Regions from separate parts of the Rattus norvegicus genome. Here all the other regions are linked to region 3. The links are chromatin contacts, called in public Hi-C maps. All regions are on one chromosome and are shown on one strand. Each heading gives the region's core, a stretch centred on a gene start, on an enhancer-like site or on the middle of the called end of the contact. The rest is flanking DNA. Distances are from core to core; before and after follow the strand shown.

Region 1 (2,700 bases), core at 64-2,563, 39 kb after region 3:
CTAGGCTACCTCTCCCTTCGCACTTCTGAGGGCTGAGCCGTGTGGTACGGCTGTGGAAAGACTGCGTGGAAGCACTTTGTTCCGCAGTCACAGGAGACTCACGGCACCATGGGAGCGGGGTGCGGTGGGGGTGAGGGTGGCTTTATTTAGTTCTGAGTGAGCTGTATGGCTCCTCTGTTCACGGGAGGCAGCCAGTCGTCTATTCCAGCTTGTCAAAGCCCTTTACCACCGTAGTGTCTAGAGTCATGGGAGCGCTGCCGCTGACACACGGGTGACAGGAAAGGAGTGACAATGTTCCGAGAAGGAATTTTGTTCTCCTCGGGTCCATTTCGTATGGAATGAAGAAAAAGAAAAGCTTAAATTGAAATGAATCACCCATAATGGCTGACATTTGGAAAAATAGTGATATAGCTTCCATATATACAGGGTTGTTTTTTTTTTCAAAGAAATGTTTTGTGTGAGTGAAATTATACATATGTATGGGTCACAGTATGCTAATTTGATGCATTGTGTAACATGGTGACAACTCTGTGTCATGTGCGTTTCTCCCTCCTTGGGCATTTACTATGTAGTATTGGGGATTGGTTCTAGTTCTTTATAAAATATACAATAAACATGACTTCATCATCCCACACCATTTTAATCTGACACTTACTTCCCCTCCCCCACCTTTCAGTGACTCCAGTGACCTCTGCTCTCAGTTTCTATGATATCACCTCCTCTGGCTTCACACGTAAGCAAGAATATAACACATGTTGGGTTTGGTTTACTTAACGTTCTTCTCCATGGAAAGGATTACATGCGTGCAGAGGCCTGCTCCCCACTGTCCCTCCTGCCCAGTCCTACCCTGACATCACCTGGGTCCCCTAAAAGGCTGCCCATCCACCTCCTTTTCTTTGCTAAGTTGTTGGATATACAGAGGTTTATCTCCATTGCAGATTACTCTATCACAGTGTGTGTACGTGTGTCCATGTGTGTGTGTGCATGTGTGCTACCACACTGTTAGGGGACCCTGCCTGGCATTCCCACTAGTCTTACATATTTGAAAATATTTCCAAGAGGATGGCCCCTTAGAAACGCAGGAAAGCCATTCTCAATCCAGAAACTAGGCTTCACCAGCCTTGCTTTTGTTTATCCTTGAGCAATTAGTGACATCACATCTTTTACAAAAGGACTTCCAGGGATGACGAGTCTTGACCTGCTTTGCACTCCTCGCTGCCTCTTGCCCTTGCTGCCTGCTCAAATGGCGTGAGGAGTCCAGTTTACTGGAAGTTTGGGTAAACAGCAGCTCTCTGAGTAATTAGTATCCAATTAGGCCACAGTTTCATGTCTGCGTGAGTCAAGCTCTTACCCAACCTCTGGGAAGAATTAAATAGGTCAGGCCTCTGTTTACAGAGCGGAGCCATGCTGACGGCTGCAGGCTGTGTTCAAGTTATCCCTGGTAGCTAGAGGAAGCCAGTCCATGCTCTCATGTTGGTCCTTGTGAAAGGGGCCTACTGAAGGCCAAACGACCGATCCCTTAGAGGGTCCGCAGTTCGCTAGTCTCAATTCACTATCTCCTTATGCTGACCATAAGGAAGGCCCAGCCCTGCCCTGCCCTATGAGTGACAAGTTTACAACACTATCCTTGTAGGCAGACATGTATGTAGTGAGTCTCCCTGCTGACTAACATCTCAGCTGCCTTACAGTTCCCAACTATGCATTAGATTTTCAAAAGTGTATGTGTGTTCACATGCATGTAACACATATGGAGGCCACAGGTATTTTCCAGTGATGTTCCTGCCAGACTGGCTGACTTGCAAGCCCCAGAGACCTACCTGTCTCTGTCTCCCTGTGCTGGGATCACAAGTGTGGCCTCCAGTCCTGGCGTTTTTGTTTTTTTGTTTTTTGTTTTAAATGAGAGTTCTAGGGAACATACTCAGCCCTCATGCTTGTAAAGACCAGTAATTTATGGACTGAGTCATCTTCCTAGTCTCTTGGATATTTTAAATATAGTTTCCTCTGTACCCGCAGAGTACTCATTCCTGGTCAGCCCCGAAACACAATCTGTGTTCCACCTCCCTTACATAGGATGGTCTATGTTCATCTCCCTGTGTGTGTTAATACCTTTAGATTAGCTATAATAACCAGTATAAATGCAATATAAACATTATACTCTGCTTAGGAAACAATGCCTGGAACAAGACAGCAGAGATGCGGGTTTTTCCCCTTGAATAAGTTCTACCCACAGTTGGTGGCATCATTGTTTGGAGGGAGAGCTTACAGAAGGGGAGGGGCCACCTGAGCCTGGAAAGGAGAGAGAGCAGGGCATGGCTGTGAGCTCACTACCTGCGCCCAATCATGGTGGACACTGCTCCATTGTTCTGCACACACCTTCTAAGAGGAAAAGCAAACACAATCTAGTGCAAACACAATCATGGTGACAAAGATGTACTCCAAATGGCTAGAGTGAACTGGTCTGAGCATTCCCCGTGCTTGTTTGTCGCTGGTTCGGTTGTCCGGTTTGGTTTTCAGTCTGCAGGGTCTGTCCTGCCACCTTTTGGTCCTGCGGTAGTGCACATCTCCTGGGCTAAGTGGATCCCATTAGATGTTTACCAGCTGCGGGTTGCACATCTGTTTTTACTGCTATTGTTTGCTTGATTCTTTTTTTTTTTTTTCAGGTTTGACATTTTTCACTCCTGTCTACTTCATGTTTATTAT
Region 2 (2,700 bases), core at 158-2,657, 48 kb before region 3:
TAATCTATAGGATGTGCCCAGAGGTTGGTCTTCACGGTGATTCTATAGCCTGTCAGGTTGACAATCAACATCCACTGTCAGGGAGTCCAAGGGGCTGACGGAACATGACTTCTCAACATGCATGAACGTGTTTGTGGTGACACATATGTTCCTCAGACGCAGCAAAAAGCTTCACACAAGGGGACCACCTGGAGATATTTCGCAGGGACATCAGAAGTTCACAGCAGGGGCCTGGAGAGACGGCTCAGCATGTAACAGCACTTGCTGCTCTCTCAGAGGACCTGAATTTGGGTCCCAACTGTCACATCGTGGCTCACAACTGTCTGCATCTCCAGTTCCAAGGAATCTGATGCCCCATTATGGCCTCTTTGGGTGTACCTGGTACATGTACATTCAGACAAACTCTCATGCACATAAAATAAAAATAAATAAACCTTTTTGCAAGTCCAAAAAAAAAAAAAGAAAGAAAGAAAGAAAACAGACAACGTTGGAGACTGAGTCAAACCTCAGAAAGAGTACCATTCAGATGCCAAGGACAAATGCATGCCCCGAACTCTGGGGGTGGGGTGGGGGGGCACTACACAGACTGCTTGGTATGTTCTATGCAGAGAAACAACTCCTTAATCCTCAGTATTTCTGACTGACTGCCATCTGAGACAGGGTCTCAAGTATCCCAAGTTAGCTCCAAATTCACTGTGTAGCTGAAGTGTGACTCTGAGTTCCTAACTCCCACCCCACCCCACCCAAGTGCCAGAGCAATGGGTCTATGCCTCCCCCCATGCCAGCCGGTCTCCTTGTTGGTAAAGCTTCCGACTGAATTAAATACCACTTCATAATTCTCGGACTCCAGGACCACCTCCCTGCTTACACAGGAATACCCTTGGGACCTTTCAAACACCTGTTTGGCTATAAATTTTAAAACAAAATTAAACAAAAAGGCCCCAAATGTCTCTAACTGGGTGATATCAGCAGATTGTGGGCCCATCGCTTAAGGCACAACGCCTTCCCTCTCCTGAGAGAAGGATCATCTCAGAGACAATAGTCTCTCTTCATAGACAAGTGGCAGCCTCTCATTGCCCTGCCACACTGTCTGGTCCTAGAGTAATTCTTGGCCTGGAGTTTGAGTCTACTCCATGTTACTCTCTGGGACTCCATTTCTCTCTAAGTTAGCACAGCAGTGAGTAAGGGCCTCTCTTTTGCTCAACACATGGCACCCTTTCCCCTTCTGGAGCTTCTCTCTGCAAGTGTATGTGTCCTGGTGCCTCTTCATCAAGGCCTGGTTTTCTTGCACTAGGGCCTGCCCCATGTTCTCCCATTGTCCTAATTCCCTCTGTAAAGGACTTACCAAGCCCTCTCATGGTCTGTGGTGCCTGGGCAATTCCCTGCCTGCCCAGCAGGGGGTGCTGTTTTCCCAGAGGCCTGGACTAGGCGGGCCACCGACCACACCCAGGGCTCACACACAGGCCTAGCCACATGCTGTTTATGTCTCTGGGGGAAGTGAATTGAGTTTGCTTGTGAAACAGTAGATGAGGTGCTATACACGGCAGGACTGCAAACATGGTTGTCTCCCAAGTGAGGAGCATTAAAGAGGGACAGGACAGCAGGCCCAGGACCTCTCAGGGAAGGTGATGGAACCAGTCTTTGCATATATTGCTATAACTATGACATCAGAGAAAAGATTGGCCTTATTAAAAGTGAAAAGTTCCCCACTACACACAGACCTTACTCACTTTCTCATTTCTGTCTCTGCCTCTCTCTGTCTCTCTTTCTATGTCTCTCCCTTTCTGTGTGTATGTCTCCCTGTCTCTCCCTGACTCTCTTTCTGTCTCTGTCTCTGTCTCTGTCTTTCTCTGTTTCTGCCTCTCTCTCTCTCTCTCTCTCTCTCTCTCTCTCTCTCTCTCTCTCTCTCTCCCCCCGCTCCCCCTCTCTCTGTGTCTCTTTCTCTCTATGTCTCCCTCCTGCCCCTGCCCACCTCTCCGCCTTTGATTCTGAGTCCTAACATGATACACAGCGTATCATTTACTTGTTCTAACAGGGAGGCTGGGCTAAATTTGTTTAGACAAGTTCTATAGCACTGAGCACGGAGAGGGTGAACGCGTTGGGTTTTCTGAGCCCAGAGAACATTCCGTTCCCTCGCTTGGGTTTACAATCCAGTGTGCTTTACATTAGAAGACAAGTTATAGCTTGTAAAATGGATGTGGAAATCGCGCCGAGTGTGAGGCGCCCCGGCGATGATTATGCAATCGGAGAAGCTTCTGCCAGGAGGAAGAGCGCCAGCTGAATGATTAGTTTGTAATTGTTCTGAGGCAAAATTAAAATGCCTCTGTTTTCTGGATGGTGTTTGGGGGCAGACGGTCCCTGTCCTCGCCTCTGCATGCCACACGACAAGTTGGTGTCACCTGGCAGATTACTCTGACGTACAGCATGGGACCTCGGGGCAAGAACACAAAATATTTCATCTGTTGGTGTTTTGTTCAGATTTTCAAAAGGCCTACTAAAAGCCTGGAACTTGGAATTACACTATTTTTTGCCCACAGGATTACCATTCTTTTTAAAAGGTGTCCGGTAATTCTTTTGAGTCCCACCTGCCGGGCGCAAGCATTTTGAAGATGCTCCCTAAACTGTCTCGGCCTCGGTCGGATATCCCAATCTTTTCAAGCACTGACTTTGGCTCTGGTATGTTTAAAGACCGTCCTTTGG
Region 3 (2,700 bases), core at 148-2,647:
AGAAGAGGTGGGAACAGGCGGTCCTGTTTTGGGTACCTGAGCTTCAAGAGATCCCTATGTGTATCCATACCAAGCTTCTCAGGCACGTGGTCAAGGTGTGAGCATAGGTGCGGGGAGAGAGGGCCCACAGACACACTCCTTCAGATAAGTCCGTACCTTCTGCTGGTTTTTTTTTCTTTCCTTCTTTAAGTTAGCATATGCCGCTCCATGTCTCCATGGAAACGGAACAGGGAATCTGTCTTCTATTTAGGGAGTTCCTCCTTGACCTGGGTTCTCTGGTCCAGACCTGAATTCACACGGAGAAGCCCTGAGGAAATATCAATCCCCTGTGAACCTAGCTGTTTTAGCTTAGTGGATTGGGCCTTGACTCCTGCAAAGGTGATACACTAGAGAGAAGTATCAAATGCAACAGTATCTTGATTGGCAACAACTTCAGAAGGGGAGTTGCCATGGAAACCAGGAACCCTGAGTACAAGGGAAGGTGGGACCTTCTACTCCCTTCCCAGCAAGTCTGTCCTTGTACCAATCGTCGGTCCCGCGGCCTTGACTAAGCCTGCCATTTGCAATTTCCTACAAATCTCGGGTATCGATCTAAACTCAAGGAGGAACGCAATAATATTGAACGTACACCTATGCCTCCGGACCAATCACATAGGTTTCCAATCATGGACTCGGCGCCTTCTCACCAAAAAGGAAACCACCCTCTGGCTGGTGTTTTGACCATGAGTTTGGGAGAGTCACGTTGGACTTGGCATGTTGTTGACCTGGCAGACCATGTTAAGTAAAACACCAGTGCTTTGAAGCATTAGTAAGACTAATAATAGATGGCGCCGGAGTGCTCAGCTAGGTTGGCGCTAAGACTCGGCTCAGCCCTAGGGGGCGCTATCCACACCTAGGTAGTAGGAGGGGCCTCCCAAGACTCAAGCGGCTGCGCCACGTTCTGCTCTTCCACTCGCGACTCCGCCACCCGCCCACTTTGTGCCTCCCTAACCCCACGTAAGAGTCTTTTCACGTCGGAGGGACCAGAAATCAGGACCCACACGTAGCTCCAAACACAGGACCGGTTCTACCGCAGAAGCCTAACCACTCAATCCAAGTGCCACCAGGGCCCCCAGCTTGGACCTGCAGACGGCCGTGCGCCAGGGAGACGCGGGCGGACACGGCCCTGCCCTTCTAGCTGAACCTCCTGGGCACAAGGCCCAAGCTGGGCCTTAGGAGCAGGGGCCAGCAGGCAGGCGACAGCCGGCTGCAGGGGCGCAGGGAAGGGCCCGGGAGCAGCGTGGATCCGCCGCTGCGGGAGCACACTCTCCTCCCACGCCGGCCTCGCGCTTGCTCCTCCTCCGCGCTCCCTCCGTCACCCCTGCTGTCCCCTCCCCCGGTCCCCTCCGGCCCTCCCCCAGCTCCAGAAGAGCGCGCGGCCAGGGGATCGGGCTGGTTACTTCCTCCACCGCGGTGCTGAGCACGGAGTGGACACCACTAAGGCCCGCCAGTCCCTGCCACCGTCTCCGACCCCGCGCGCCCGTATCGGCCCTACGCCTTCGTCTCGCTGGGCCTTGCCGGCCGGGACCGCCGCGATCTCCTCTCCCCGCCGCCCTCCGGCTGGCCCTGCTTGCTGCGGCGCGGTAAGAGCGGCCCCCGTGCGCGACGTTCCTCGGGAGGGACTCCGCCCGGGGTGGGGTGCAGTGCGGGCGGCCCCTGCTCCCGCCGGTTGATCGCGCGCCCCGGAGCCTCTCCAGCTGGTTCCTAGGCACCCAGTGGCCTCAGCCGGGGATCCGGGAACCGGGCCGGGAGCGGGCAGCCCGCTTTTGTTTTAGGGAAGCCAGTGGTCGCTCTGTGCGGTTCCTGCCTGGGGCGCGGGTCTGTGTTTCTCCAGGGGGCTTGAGACACCTGGAGAGATGGCCGAAGTAGCCCCAGGTTTGGGGTGACTTGAGTGGGAGAGGAGCTAGGCCTGGGAGGATGTGGGGGTGTCCGACGCCTGAAACACCTGGGAAGTTGCGGCTCCCGGGAACATGTCACCTGCTCGGCCAGCTCTCGGTTCCCCTGGACCCTGGGAAGCCAGTACGGGACACGTCCAAGTAGGGGTGCGCGTGGCTGTTCTGCTTTTATTTTCCCCGTAGAACATATGAATGAAGGGGTAACCCGAAGCGTTTGCATATTTGACCTTTTTTTTTGGTTTTAATTTATTATTTAATCTCATAAGACTTGTACTAGCCTGCACTCAATTTCAGGGGAGCCTAAAATAGTAGTTGACTCGCTACTAATTTAGAAAGTAAAGCAGTGTGCAGTCCTGGTTGGAGACAGGAGTCATTTACTGTTGAGAGAGAGACTTACTCCCTGCTGTGAAAGCTCCTGCGCCCTTATCAGTCTGCCCACAACGCCAATCGGGAGATACATCTCCGTGTTAAGCTTTTATTAAAATCTGAGTAATCTTGCAGTACAGTTAATGTGAACACCGCGCATCCCACAGGGAAATAGTCAAACTCTCATATATGGAATTAGTCATTCATCTCTCTAAACTGATCGCTAAGCGAAAAGCAAACCAACCTTCAAAAGGTTTTTTTTTCTTTTATTTTTTTTAACCTAAATTTTACCTAAATACAAACCTATGCTCTTTTATGTAAGTGATTACCTGTTCCAATAAGGATACAGTTATCCGGGAAATTCTTGTTTCAAAACTTAACTATTCTCAGCCATTACATT

Evidence for each region. Hi-C and Micro-C count contacts between places; a contact is called where the count stands out from the background.
Region 1: a contact with region 3 is called in a Hi-C map of liver, with 2.2 times the contacts expected there. The contact joins the enhancer-like site here to the promoter of Ets2 in region 3. A contact is called at or near these places in 4 of 12 Hi-C or Micro-C datasets (kidney, liver and psoas muscle).
Region 2: a Hi-C map of the A7r5 cell line shows a contact between it and region 3, with 2.8 times the contacts expected there. The contact joins the enhancer-like site here to the promoter of Ets2 in region 3. A contact is called at or near these places in 10 of 12 Hi-C or Micro-C datasets (the A7r5 cell line, the Rat2 cell line, frontal cortex and 5 more).

What each region holds. Positions count from the first base shown.
Region 1 is chr11:48,528,273-48,530,972 of GRCr8, forward strand. No RefSeq gene overlaps it. Among named protein-coding and RNA genes, the nearest start is that of Ets2, 39 kb to the left of the region's middle. Within about 2 kb of position 1,314, at least 16 of the 93 cell types and tissues checked have an H3K27ac peak or open chromatin away from gene starts, as enhancers often do. A contact at or near this core is called in liver, where this site is marked.
Region 2 is chr11:48,441,639-48,444,338 of GRCr8, forward strand. No RefSeq gene overlaps it. Among named protein-coding and RNA genes, the nearest start is that of Ets2, 48 kb to the right of the region's middle. Within about 2 kb of position 1,408, at least 7 of the 93 cell types and tissues checked have an H3K27ac peak or open chromatin away from gene starts, as enhancers often do. A contact at or near this core is called in the A7r5 cell line, where this site is marked.
Region 3 is chr11:48,489,660-48,492,359 of GRCr8, forward strand. It overlaps Ets2 (ETS proto-oncogene 2, transcription factor), which reads left to right and starts at 1,398. Exons shown (of 10, transcript NM_001107107.1): 1 at 1,398-1,622.